2 separate regions of the Mus musculus genome follow, and region 1 is linked to region 2. The links are chromatin contacts, called in public HiChIP or PLAC-seq maps. All regions are on one chromosome and are shown on one strand. Each heading gives the region's core, a stretch centred on a gene start, on an enhancer-like site or on the middle of the called end of the contact. The rest is flanking DNA. Distances are from core to core; before and after follow the strand shown.

Region 1 (6,694 bases), core at 811-3,310, 390 kb before region 2:
CAAGAGCTTTGTAATTAAAACCCTAGCATTTCTTTAAGAGAGAGAGAGAGAGAGAGAGAGAGAGAGAGTGCAGGGTAGGGAGATATGACCAAACTCTGACTTGTAAGAGTTACGAGGAGAAAGTGTACAGACAGGTGAAATAACAGACAGGAAGCCTTCATTGTTTAATCCCGGACTCATGTTTACGTATGTGCATCCAGGGTACAGGCTCGGGCACACTCCAGTCTGAACTTGCCTTAAGTTCATATACTCAAAGGCCTCCCTCTGAGCCAGGTCTCTTGGCCTGGGCCAGGAGCACACAGAATACTTCTTTCATGGGAAAGCAGGGGCTTTCACATTGAGTGGATTTGATAGGGACGTGTGGCATGTTAACACCAAGCATTTTGAGAAATACACATGAAAAGTCCTTCCCCTCTCCCTCCCACCCCCCACTCTCTTTTAGTTTACTGGCAACATGCAACAAACCAACCACACTGCACAAAGAAATTCTCTGTTACCGTCTGGAACTTCACTAAAAGTAAAATAGTAACATCCCACAAATACAGCAATTTCCCTTAAAATGCCACCTTCCCTCTCATTTGAAAAACATACATCCCCCTGACCCCCCAAATATGCCTACTGGAGAATATGTATCCCACACCTTCGTGGAATTCTATAGGCAGCAATCACAGGCTGCAGTTAAGTATAGCAGCTCCCAGGTGATCTGAATGCAGCCAGAACTCATTGCTCCAGGACGCTGGTGGTCCTCAGCTGTCTAGCTGTCAAGTCACGTGTCCTAGAGGTGGGGGAGAACAGGTAGCTTGGTTGCTCTCAGACCAAGATCAAATTTTTAGAAACTGTAAAGGGAAGGTGAGTTATACAGGTCCTGGGAGAGCCATGAGGGAAACAGTAAGGAACGAATAGATAGGAAATGCGTCTCAAGAGAACACGTGCTCTGACATTAGCACACTCCATCCAGTCAGTTGCCAGGCAACTGAATTTGGCTGGAGAAGAGAGATTATTATTGATGTTGACTTCTAGGTTTGCTTAAAGCTTGGATAAGATTTATGAGATGCATCATATGCATATTTTAGTAAGTGATCTATTAGGATTGAGAGTCACTTCCACGTTCTATAAGAAGGGGAGGGAGTGGGTAGGAATTACTGACTTGATAGGACCTAGAATCACCTGAGGGACCCACCTCTGGGCACATCTATTAGGAAGTTTCAGTAGATGAACTGAGCTGGGACCTTAAATGTAGCCACCTTAAATGTAGGTTTGGACCATCCATCCCATGAGCTAGGGTCCCAAACTGAAGAAACTAGAGGAAGCCACCTGAGTGTCAGCTTTTATCAGCTTCCTGACTGTGCATGCGATGTGACCTGCCACCTCACATTCTGGCTGCCCTCCTTCCTCCATCTGGTCAAAAACAGACCCACCCTTCCTTCCTTCCTTCCTTTCTTCCTTCCTTCCTTCCTAAGTTGATCTGGTCAGGTGTCTTGTCTGTATTAGGGACACAGTCACTAATACAGGAAAGTTGTGCTGTGGGCAACAGACTAATCAAATAGCCCTGGTTGACAGTGTCCGTCCAGAAAACGCAAGGTGGTTCCAAAGGATGGTCAGATGGACCACCTTATCAGTCTTCCTGAGACATGAAAAGAAGGCAGGCTTCAGAACGGAAGACGTTTGCTCCTGTCATGCCTGACCATACCCCACAGACAAGCCTAGACACTCCTGCCCAGCTTTTCTGCCAAGTTCTGCCCTTGGTGTTTGATTTCTGTGGCTCTCTGCAAGCTGTCCATCCCAAGCCCACGTCAGAAGTATATAAATGGCAAAGATGTCTCTCCCACTCTGTGGGCTGTTTGCTATGCGTTCAGTGGAACTTTTCGATTTCCTGCGGTGCCATTGGTTAACTCGAGAGCTCAAGGAGCAAGGACTGGAAATGGTCTGCGTATTCAGGAAAAGATGGCAGAAGGCTGCATGCCTCCAACCCAAAGGAGGAGGAGGAGGAGGAGGAGGCCTGGGAGGGTAAAGAGCATAAGAAAGCATGACCTCACTCCCCAGCTCCTTCCTCACCACAAGACCTGGTTAAAAATAGGACCATTGTAAGACTAATTGTACAAGGAAATTCAGTAGGGTTTCCAGTGAATCAGAACCACTTGGCAACTAGCCAGGGAACTTATTCTGTTCACACATATGAATATTCATTGGTACCTACAGTGAAAGGCAAGGGAATCTTCGCAGGGAATAGAGACAGTGAGTCAGACCTCAATCCTGCCCTCAAGGAGGATAAAAGCCAGGAAGTGCAAACTGGGACCAGAGAGTAAAATGCCAAGAAAAAGGTAAGGCTTCCAGGCACGCTCACAAGAGGATGAGGACTGCAGGCTGCAGAGACAGAATGGCCTTCTGGGCTTGAAAACAAACGTCAGGCACTGTTCAGAAGGTAAGAATAAAAGTGGGGGAGTGGGCTTTCCAGAACTAGACAGGACAGGTTTGGAGGAGATGGCCCACATGGAGTGGGAAGGTGGGGTAGGAGATGAAAGGAGGGGGCAGGAGGGGAGGAGAGGAGAGGTGAGCATTGATTTAGCAAAATGGCAACTTGAGTGTTATCTCTTCTAGTCAAAAAAGTTTGTTTCTAGAAAAAAAAAAATATGTGGGACTGAAAGGCTGGCTCTGTGGTTAAGAGCACTGACTGCTCTTCCAGAGGACCTGGGTTCTGTTCCCAGTATCCAAATGGGTATTGCATGTAACTCAAGTTTCAGACGATCTGACACCCTCTTCTGGACATCTCAGGCACCTGCACACATGTGGTGCAAATACAGACAAGCAGGAACACGGACATAAAATAATATCTTTAAAACAATTTTTAAAAAAATATTTCCTAAGGGTAATAGCAAGTACAGAAAAACTCTGTGGTGGTTTGAATAAGAATGCTGTCCACTGCCACACTCCTATATGTGAATGTTTGGTCATCAGAGAGTTCAACTATTTGAGAAGGATTAGGAGGTGTGGCCTTGTTGGAGGAAGAATGTCACTGGGGGTGAGCTTTGAGGTTTCAAAAGCTGAAGCCAGGTCCAGAGTCTCACTTTCTCTTCCTGATGCCTGGAAATCCAAATGTATAACCTTCATTCACTTCTCCAGCCACGTATCTGCCTGCATGCTGCCATGGTCCTTGCCTTGTTGATGACGGACTTAACCTCTGCAATTTAAGCAAGCCCAATTTGAATGCTTTCTGTTCTTTTCTTTCTTTTTTAAAGATTTATTTATTGTATCTAAGTACACTGTAGTTGTCTTCAGATGCAACAGAAAAGGGCATCAGATCTCATTATGGATGGTTGTGAGCCACCATATGGTTGGGATTTGAACTCAGGACCTTTGGAAGAGCAGTAAGTGCTCTTAACCCCTGAGCCATCTCTCCAGCCCTAAATGCTTTCTTTTATAAGAGTTGCTATGGTCATAGTGTCTCTTTGAACCAATAGAACACTGACTAAGACAAACCCCAGGACTGTAAATGCCTGTGTATGAATGGAAACCAGATGACTATACAAAAACCTGCCCGTGAATCATGAATGTCACTTACTGTACAGCAGTTTTTAAAAGGCACATATTAGCAACTTAATGTCCTGCAGTTCAATCTAAGCAAGATGCATTCGAAGGAATATTATGCACAACATGGGTAGACTTAGGCAATATTGACATAAACTAGTCACAAAAGACTACATTTAGTGTGGTTGCATTTATATGAAATGTCCAAAGCAGGTATGTATAGAGAGAAAGTGGGTCAGTGGTTACCCAGATCTCTAGCAGTTTCTTCCTAGATTGAAGCTTCTTAAGCCAGAAAGTAAACAACTCAAAATAGCTTCAGGAAGTCCCTGAAACCAATAAGATTCACTAGGCCCCTCTCTCCCAATGTAAATGATCAAGATTGCAGTCAGTCACTCTCAGACCAGAAAAGCTGCAAAGAAGACTCTGAGACCAGACCTGCTGCCTGGGTTGGAAGAAGCAGAGAGCAGACGAGTTATCTGAAACAGATCAGCTGAGGTCCCTGGAAAGAACAGCCTCTAACCTGTTGAGCTGCTTGCAGGCTGTAATTTGTTCCAGGTTCCCAGATTTTGTGAGCTGTCACCATGTTAGGGGATGGGGCTTTGGTGATATAGATGTCTTTTTTGTTTTGTTTTGTTTTGTTTTTATTAATTATATGTAAGTACACTGTAGCTGTCTTCAGACACACCTGAAGAGGGCATCAGATCTCATTACAGGTGGTTGTGAGCCACCATGTGGTTGCTGGGATTTGAACTTCAGACCTTCGGAAGAGCAGTCGGGTGCTCTTACCCACTGAGCCATCTCACCAGCCCCGATATAGATGTCTTTGAGTCATTTCTGTCCCTGTAAGGAACCCCTCATCCACATTCCAGTAAGCAACCCCAATAAAAGCCATTAGTTCATCAATTTGGACTTTTGGTGGTATCCATACTTTGCTTGGCTATGGGTTCCCCACCCAGGGCGAGTAGATGTGGGCATTGTCCCTCCCCAAGAAAAATCTTGTCAGACAACACCAGGGCAGGGTTTGAGCAGGGGTTGGGGGTATGATGGGGAGACTGCTAATGAGTGCTGGGTTTCTCTTTGCAGTGATGAAGTATTTTGGAATTAGAGAGCAAGGTTGGTTGTAAAGGTTTGTGAAGCAAACTTTCCTACTACATGAGTCACGTCTCTCAGTTCTACACTCACTTTGTATGGTGATGGCTGAACGACCTTAGCAAGTCAAGTCCTAGAGCCTTTATCGGGATAGCACCTGCCGTTAAGGGTGGCTTTGGGCATGAATGAGATGACACCTAGAATGCACTGAGCTGTGGTGATGCTCAGCAGATGCTCGCATCTGCGCACATCTGTGTGTACCTGCAGAGATGGGAGGAAGATGTGGGGTACCTCCTCTATCACTCTCCACCTGTTCCTTTGAGGCAGAGGCTCTCAGTGAGCTTGTGCTTTTTTGGCAGCCAGCGAGCCACAGCTACCTTCCCTCCATCCATCAGTCCGGTCTTTGCCCCCTTCAATGCAGGATAACAGGTGTACACAGGACCACACCCAGATCTTATGTGAGTGATAGAATCTGTACTCCAGCCCTCATGTTGCACACCAAACACTCTTAACCACAAAGCTATCACTCCTGCTCCAAGGATGATCGAGTTTAAATTGTAGGGAAAACAAATGAGTCAAAGGCCCTGCATTCAGATACGTGTTACAGACATATGCAAAACAGGACAGAACAAGCTGTCAAATCCAAATCCTGGATGGGTCTCTCTCGGTGCTTTTGTCTCCTGTTTTTATGAGTTGCTATATTTACCACCAAGACTGTGCTCTGTTTCTGTTTTGTTTTGTTTTGTTTTGTTTTTCCCTTTAACTCTAGAAACCACCACTTCTCCTCAACCCTGACTTCTTTTCCAGAACACACCTACACTCACATTTGAAGTCTCTCAAGAGTCAGAACAGGGCCTCCAGGTGGCAAAACAGAGCCAGCTTCGAAGACAACGATGCTTCGAAAGCAGGGACAGAAGAGCCGAGAGGTTAAAGGAAAGGGGAAGAAAATCTGGTGAGCACTTATTTGGAGGCAGAGCACATACGTTTAGGCGATTATCACCTTCTACAGGCAGGGTACCCGTCATCAGAGGTGTTTTAGATTGGGGTATGGGTGTACGGACTCAAGCATGAATACAAAATTCACTTCGTTTCATCTGTACCTAAACTGTTGAGGTTTGGTCTGTTGCTATGTACTGTAGTGCTAAGTTCTGTACCCAAAGGTCTGGGCCTACAAGTGGATTCTCACGATTACCAGCTTTTGTTGTGCAATCCTTGTTCCTTAATTTAAAACTAACGGTTAAATAAAAATGGCTACAGCCAATTACTGGAGGGGGTTAGAGGTAGGTAGGCTTCTGAGTTACCTGGTTGAGTGGGGTGAGAAGAGGAGAAGGGGGAGAACAAGGGGAGAGAGAAGAAGGCGCCGTGAGGGGAGATGGACCACAAGCTCATGGCCAGGAGAAACAGCGAGTAACTGGGGTACACTGCTGGGGAGGCAGCCAGGCCAGCAGTTAGAAGAGTAGACTAGGGGTTAGCCCCAGTAACTGTAAGCTAGTTGGAGATAAGCTTAGATTGGTTCAACTACACTTATATACTCAGCATGCTGATGTCACACCGCATGAGGGTGATGTCACACAGAATGATGGTGATGTCACACAGAATAAGGGTAATGTCATACAACATCTTTCTACATCTACATTTGACCGTGAGCATCACAGACACAGGCCTGGATTTCTCTACTTGTGGCATCACATTCGTATTAGAAGGTTTGGGATTTCCAGATGAGGGCTGTTCAATCTATACTTCAGTGTATCCGTGTCAGTGTTTAAATCGAGGTCTCCGGCTTTCTCTCAGTTTACTGGTTTTATTTTGTACATGGGTGCATTTGCCATGGCTCACATACAAAGGACAGACTATGGAAGTTGATTCTCTCCGTCTACCACGAGGGCCCTGGATTTCAGCTAAGTCATCAAGCGTGGTGGCAAGCTCCTGAACTCACTGGTCTAGGCCTCTAGTGTTATGTGTTGATTTTGCAGATGAATTTCAAATTCTTATTAGCCAGAAAAACAGCCAACAACTTTACTCTGAGTATATTCAGTGACTCCAGCTGCCTTCTCTAAATTCCAAAAGCCTTGCAAAATTA
Region 2 (7,204 bases), core at 902-3,401:
CTATGGCGTAGAGTCTGCTGTACATCTGTGTCTATTCTTTACTTTCCTAGGCATCAATCAGTGAGCAATGCTGCTATGAACATCTGTTTACAACGTAGACATAGGTTCCTCCTTTTCTTAGGTGTGCACCTGGACATAGGATTGCTAGGTAATATAATAATTCTATATTTAAATGACTGTTCTCCAAAATGGATAAACCTTCTCCCACTCCCAGCAGCTGAGTCTGGAGCTCCTATTTTCCCCCTTTTGCACCAACACTCATCACTGACATTATTTTTGTTTGAAGCCATCCTGGTGGGTGGCTCTCACGAGGTAGTTTATGTCATTAATTTTAAAAAATTGTATCTTAATTATAGAAGTCAGAGTCTTGCGCTGATTCTCATGTTCTAGGCCACCTGCCTCCCTGGCTGTGTCCACACAGCACAGTTCTTTTCCTTTTCAGAAACCCCCACACTCCCTTTGTGAGAGAAACCCTCACTGTATAGCCCTCCAGCTAGTAGAACAGGCTGGCTCCATAATGCTGGGACTAAGGGGATGAACCACCACACCCAGCTTTCAGCACAATTCTTATTCCCATTTTACAGACAAGGAAATGAATACTTGAAGGTTAGTGAAGCTCTAGAGTTAAGATTCGAACCCAGGGAGGGGCTGAAATCCTACAGAGCTTCAGTGTCGTCTGCATACACGCATACATAAGACAGTGAATGGAACCAATTTAGGTATTTTTTTTTCACATGTATGTGTATGCGTGTTCATGTGTGCAGGTGCATACATGCATGACAACGGGAAGATAATCTCAGGTATTATATCTCAGGATCCATACCCCTTGTTTCATGAGATAGGTGTCTCTCACTGACCTAGAGTTTGCCAACTAGGCTTGGTTTGCTGGTTAGCAAATCTTCAGGGATCCACCGCTCTCTACTTCCCCAGCCTCAGGATTTTACGTGTGTGCCACCATGACTGGCTTTTTCATGTGGGTCCTGAGATTGAATTTAGGTCCTCGTGCTTGCCCAGCAACCACTTTACTGAGTGAGCTCTCTCTCAGTACCCACTCCCTAATGAGTAAATTTAATGTACCACACACAATGATGCTCAAGATGCTGATGGTTATGTTATTTTGTGTGAGCTCATCAAGCAATAAGTTATCTATTGAGAAGTGAAGAACCAGGAGTCAGGTCTGTGACCAGGGAGTAACTGAAAAGGAGGCCTGAGACGAACGTTCCACCTCCAGTTGGTTGGTTCTCATAAACAGTTCCCGTTCCCCTTTGGAAATGCAAACATTTACTGTCCTCAGTTTTATGGTGACAAGTTGAATGGGAATTTGCTAAACTTCCTTGGCTTTTGGTCCCTGCACTTGCAAGAGCAAAGTGAGTTTCTCCTGAGAAAGGTGTTTTATTTGCCTTGGGGGTGGTTTTCCATCTCATGCAAAACAGCACTTTCTTTTTGGCCCTGTAGTTAAGGAAAGGCTATTTTGCAATAATATAGCCATTTTAAATTTTGGCAACAATCACAGGCAGTTCTGGAAATCATGCATGCTGTAGTTAAACCTTTAGTAAAAGTCTCTACCCACTGGAACACCTTTCTAGAAACATAGTCACAGCAATGTACCTACAGTAAGATCTTAGATCATTTAGGCTCATTCCAATTTGCAATTTGTATACATGACCCAAGTAATTAGAAGAGTGCAAATAACTGCTCCTTTAAGTAACTAATTTGTGGGGAATGGTATATTTTATATGTAATTTCCTGAATACAAAAATTCCTCCTACATAAACACTCTAAGACATAAGCAAGTTTAAAGGGGAGCCCACTTAATTTAGAAATGAGATGCATATACCACACTGTTCATTATTCTAAAATGTTTATTCTGAGCAAAGGATTCTTGTTATCTCAATCTTTAGCTTGAACTTGTCAGTCCATATCGAAAGAACCTTTTCTCCACTGCTCTGGGTGGGTGGAGATATGGGTGGGTGGACTTCGATAAGATAGCATCTAGTTTTTACTACTTTCATTAATTTTGAGCTAGGTTTGTTGTACTCAACAGGGAAAAAGCAAAGGGGACCATTGTTTCTATGAACTGAAACAAAGAAGAGGGAAGGAGGAAATGCTACAAGGATTTCTCCACCCTCTCTTGAAAGACGCTCTTGTGGTCGTACTTCCTCTAAGGGCACATTTCTGCGTCTAGCTTGGCTGAAACACAGCCTTCTTGGGGTTAGCAGTTTGTGGGCTGATACAGAAGGGTTCTTCCCTGGATATGAGGAGGTAAATTAGGTAAGTTAGGGCTGATTCTGCCAATGAGTGATGGTATTGATTTTTTAAATGATGGAGCTTTGGAGTTTTGTTTGGTATGGGGATGTGAAGTAAGGTCTTCTATATCAGGAAATGAAAAAAAAAATCGACTAAATGTTTAATTTCTGAGTTCCTAAATATAACTTGCTCTTCAGAGGGGCATCAGTAGTACCTCTGCCAGAAGATAGTCATCAGTTAGAGGAAATGGGACCTAACATGACAGCAGTTCCTCTGAGGTGAGGCCAGGACACAAGAACAGACCAAGGACGCTTCTGGCAACGCAGAGACCCTGAATTTGTTCCATCATGGATTTAGTCTTCCTGAACAACTGGCTTGACCTCCCATGAAGTTAATGTACAAATACCTACTCCCACCCAAGTATCTGGCACTCACAGCTTTCACGTGCTAACCATTGCTCTCAGGATAAAGACAACCATAGCCACTTCCAACATAGAAGTGCCATTTACTCTCAAACTCATATTCACGTTACATCCTACTTTATTTGAGTTTCATTTCATTTGTTGATCATTAGGTAATGGGAACCGAGGAGAGAAAGATAAGGAGTCCTGGCCCTTGTTTCTGGTCAAAAACCAAACTAACCCGAAACAAAACATAAAAACCCAACAAAGCAACTCCAAAACCCCAAACCCCAAAACTCAAACCCAAACCCAAACCCAAACCAAACCAAACCAAACCAAACCAAACCAACCCACAGAAACAAAACAATAACTTGATCAAGAGATCATCCACAGAATCAGGAATCAGAGTACAGCAGCCACAGTCGGTTCAATTTCTGGTGAGCGAATTCGGGTAGGGTCTGGGATCTGCAGGTAGCTCTGCCTTGAAGGTAGCCAAGAAGAATTATTGATGGCCGTGGAGAGCGCTGGCCCAGGGACAAGCATTGGGGGTTATATGCATATGAGCTATGTGAGTGCAAACTTGGACACTGACAGGAGGGGGTTAGGATGCTAGAAAACTGGGAAGACCCATGGGGTGCAGGACCTATCCCATTTTGGGGCACAGCAACACTTGGAAGTAAGAAGTCATAACAAAAAGTTTGAAGTGTTTCTTAGCTCCCCTAAAATTTTTTGTAGTTATTTAAGTTTTTTTTTTTTTTTTTCAGTTGTTGTTTTAATTGTTAAAGGCAGGGTTTCAGTCTGTATATAGCTCTGGCTTCAAACTCAGGATCCTCCTGCCTCAACTTTCTAAATGCTGCCTTTCCTGGCATACACTAAAAATCCTTTGGCAAATCACCAATCAACAGCAGACATTTTAGACTATTTACAAAGTAGGCGTGGGAGTGCCGGATTGTAACTGTAGCATTTGGGTTACTGAGTCAGCCAGGCTGGGTTTAAGGCCAGCTTGGGTTATGTACGTAGCAAGACGCCATCAACTCTGTATTCACCAAATGATTTTGATTTTTTTCCTTTTAATTATTTCAGATTTGAGACCAGTGAAGCACCCCTTCCTCCGGGCTTAACCCACAAAAGATTCAAACTCATGGAATCTTTAGTTTTCTTAAACATTTCAACATAGTCTTGAACGGTAAAATTACGTCAACATTTATTATCACATCTTAAAAGCTTAAAGTCTGAATCAGTCACTCAATGACATTTTAAATCATAATTCACAATACTAGACTAAATCATTAACACAATACCTTAAAAACCATGAATATTTAAAATATCAAAAGACTTTTCCATGAACTCATCTAAAAGTGTACTTTGCATTTTATTTGGCTCATCAAACTTAAACTTCACAGTGAAAATTACCTCGTGGGGAATTTTTTTTTTTTTTTTTTCTGTTTCAAGAATGCTGGGGTTACTTTCTTACGTCATTTTCTCAGAGTAATCAGGGAGTTGTGATTCAGTTCTCTTCACCTATACTTGGTTGAACAGGGGGCCTAGTAACTTTAAAAAAGACCCACTAGTTGCACCTGTGTCCACCCTATTAGCTAATTCTTGTCCTTTACAATTCTGCCAGCTTCCGCAAGCTGCCCAGCCAACTGACCCAAATCAATGAACATGTTTCCTGTCGACACTACTCGAGAGTGTCTTGTACACCTTATCTTGTCCTCAGTGGTAACTTATAGTTGTGCCCAGAACACATGTATTGCCTCTATGACGAAAGCCTCAGGGTCATTTGATGATGGGTGGTTGGGAAATAGAGACTGCTCATAGAAGGGCCGAGGCTGTGAGGAAAACAGACCACGTGACAGAAGCAAAAAAAAAAAAAGGACTCCACAGAGACATCATTAGGACTTGTGATGGAGATGTACCACGGAACTTTATATAGTCTTGGCTGAAGTATGACCATGACCTATGATCAGGGAAAATTCTTGTGCACAGTGTGGAAAACTGAGTGAACGGGCATCCAGGTATTAAAAGTGAATGAGAAGTTTGGAGCTAGGAAGAACAATTTCTCAGCAGTGCCAAACCAGGGGCTCACACAGGCAAATGCTCTTTACAGCTGAGTCACAGCTTCAGTTCCTAACTTGGATTTTTAAGAACAACACAGAGTCTGTTTGAGCTCAGATCCCACCATGGAGAAGGAAGCTATGCATATAATATTACGCCTGGCTGTGGAGCTACTGGTAACAGCTGCTGGAAGAGGCAGTTTTCTCTAAGAGTGGAGGTGCAGGCAAGTCTACTACACACACAGTCAAGAAGAGTGGGGTGATACAAACTTCTCTTGGAAGATTAAAACAAACAAACAAACCACGAACTTGAGTGTAGGAACTGGGGAGGAGTTGGGAGAGGGACATGGATGTGATTAAACCACTAGGAAGTTCCCAAAGAATAAAACAAATCTATACAAAGAGAAACAAGTAAAGAGGCAGCCAGAGCATCCAAAGTTAGAGCCTACGGTCATTCTAGATTTTATTTTCCTTTTAAAAAAGATGTACTTGTGTTTATTGAGAGTTGACTCCTATGTTGTGTTTTGTTATTATTTGCTAGAGTTTAGAAACTCAGGAGAGAGAGAGAGAGAGAGAGAGAGAGAGAGAGAGAGAGAGAGTTAGAGTTGGTGTGCTTTATTCCAGAGAATGGGGGATGCAGTAAGAACATACACAGAGGAGGTTTAGCTTTTTTGTTTTTAACCTTATTCAAGGTCAGCCTCACGGGGCAGAGTGGAGGGAAGGCAGTAGGGCTGACTCAGGAGTGGCTACACTGTGGACCTGGGTAGGGTAGAAGGTTGTGGCTGTTGGCATTTCCTCTAGGCTCTGCCCCACAGTTACCTGGAAACAACCAGGTATGCCTCATTTACTATAAAAGGAGCTACTTGCCCCCTCCTTGCTCTCTTGCTCTCCTGCTCTTGCTCCTGCTTGTTACCCCGTCTCTCACCATTCCCCTCCCCCTCCACGTGCTCACAGCTGATCTCTTTCTCCCTCTCCCTCTCCCTCTCTCTCTCTTTCTCTCTCTCTCCTCCCTCAACTCCTCCCTGCATGTCCTAAATAAACTCTATACCGCACTATACCATCATGTGACTGGTACCTCATGGGGAAGGGATGCCCCAGCATAGGCCCATAGAGACTCCCCCTTCCCCCACACCATACCATGCCTCCACCAAACAGACCCCTTCCTCTTCATTTTTTTTTTTTTAAATAAAACACAACAGTGGCCGCCAAGCCTAGAGGTCAGCACTCAAGAGGACAGACATAGGAGAGAATGCTAATCCTCCCCACTCCCCCCCAGCCCCCAGCAAGAGGACAGTTCATAGCAATCACTGACCAGAGAAGAAACCCTGATTTTCAGTGAAAGAAACTAGGCTGAAGGCCTGCTACCGGGATAGTCACCGGCATCTCTTATTAGAAACTGGGTTCCCGGTCTCTTCTGCTTTTCAGAATTTAAATATTTATAGTCAGTTCTCTCCACCTCTTTCCCCACTCAAAGCTTCCTCATTCCTCCGCTTTGAGAACATGCTTCTCTGAGAAGTCCCACCCCCTTCCTTCCTGGCATACAGTGACCCCTAGGGCTCTAATAACCTCTTCCATCTCTCACTCCTTGAAGCACAATTTGCATTCCATTTTGAGGGTGACTCAAAGTTCTCTGTCTCGGGAGACTATGAGGAATAGCCCAGTGAGGAATACAAAGACCATTTACTTCTGTGTCCGGGTCAGCAGAGCACAAGTCCTAGGTAGCTAGTGCTCCGGAAATGGGAAGTCTGCAGTTGGGTACTGTTAACTCAAAATAACCAGGAGGCTAACAGCCCGGGGCTTGTTTACACTTTCAGTTCCCACAGAACAACCTACAGTAAGAAGACAAAGGAGTTTTAGGAGTATATGCAAGTAATACATCCTTGAGTTTTATCCAACCAGAGAAAGCCAACTAATCAAGCCATACCCCAGTAATACCTGGCTGTCACCAATCACCTTATTTCTGTATCTCTGTTTTGACTTCAGCCAGTAAAACCCCTTGCAGAACTGGGGGACTGGGGGCTGGTGTGTAGCTCAGTTGGTAGAGGGCTTGCTGGTAACTGGCTACATTGTGGCTCTTGGCTCCCAGTAGACTCTATTGCAATGATATCTTCTAAAGTTTTGGTTCTCCAATGGTCACGTACATGTGTAAAGAGCTAGTATTCAAAAACTTTATTTGCAAACCGAAATTCTGCATTGGAAGTCCTCTGGAGGGTTGACCTACCTTCTAATGTATGCAACATATAAGAAATGTGTAATGCATATTTGTTGAGTGAACCAGAACTCCTTGCAAGTTGGAAGTCTTATTTCTTTAGGGTTCATTCAAACTTTGCTAAGTGCTTTATAAAGAGAGCCCTTGACGAAGGTGGCTCCAGCACGATTTATAGCTACAGGTCCAGCACGGGCTCTGACAGAGTCATGCTATTAAAGGGCCCCTAGTGCATCTTCTCTAGGACCCGACTCTCAGGTATAAAATATGCTGCCAATTTTGGAGCAAACTCT

What was found. HiChIP or PLAC-seq counts read pairs in DNA pulled down with a chosen protein or histone mark.
Region 1: a contact with region 2 is called in an H3K4me3 HiChIP or PLAC-seq map of bone marrow-derived macrophages, with 4 times the contacts expected there. The contact joins two enhancer-like sites. A contact is called at or near these places in 3 of 115 datasets of contacts at active chromatin or transcription factors (bone marrow-derived macrophages, microglia and pancreatic cancer cells).

Annotation. Positions count from the first base shown.
Region 1 is chr5:64,220,332-64,227,025 of GRCm38.p6, reverse strand. All of the region lies in intron 2 of Tbc1d1 (TBC1 domain family, member 1), which reads right to left. Among named protein-coding and RNA genes, the nearest start is that of Gm46913, 24 kb to the left of the region's middle. Within about 2 kb of position 2,060, at least 65 of the 459 cell types and tissues checked have an H3K27ac peak or open chromatin away from gene starts, as enhancers often do. A contact at or near this core is called in bone marrow-derived macrophages, where this site is marked.
Region 2 is chr5:63,826,203-63,833,406 of GRCm38.p6, reverse strand. The region is part of intron 1 of 0610040J01Rik (RIKEN cDNA 0610040J01 gene); the gene reads right to left. Among named protein-coding and RNA genes, the nearest start is that of 0610040J01Rik, 17 kb to the right of the region's middle. Within about 2 kb of position 2,151, at least 52 of the 459 cell types and tissues checked have an H3K27ac peak or open chromatin away from gene starts, as enhancers often do. A contact at or near this core is called in bone marrow-derived macrophages, where this site is marked.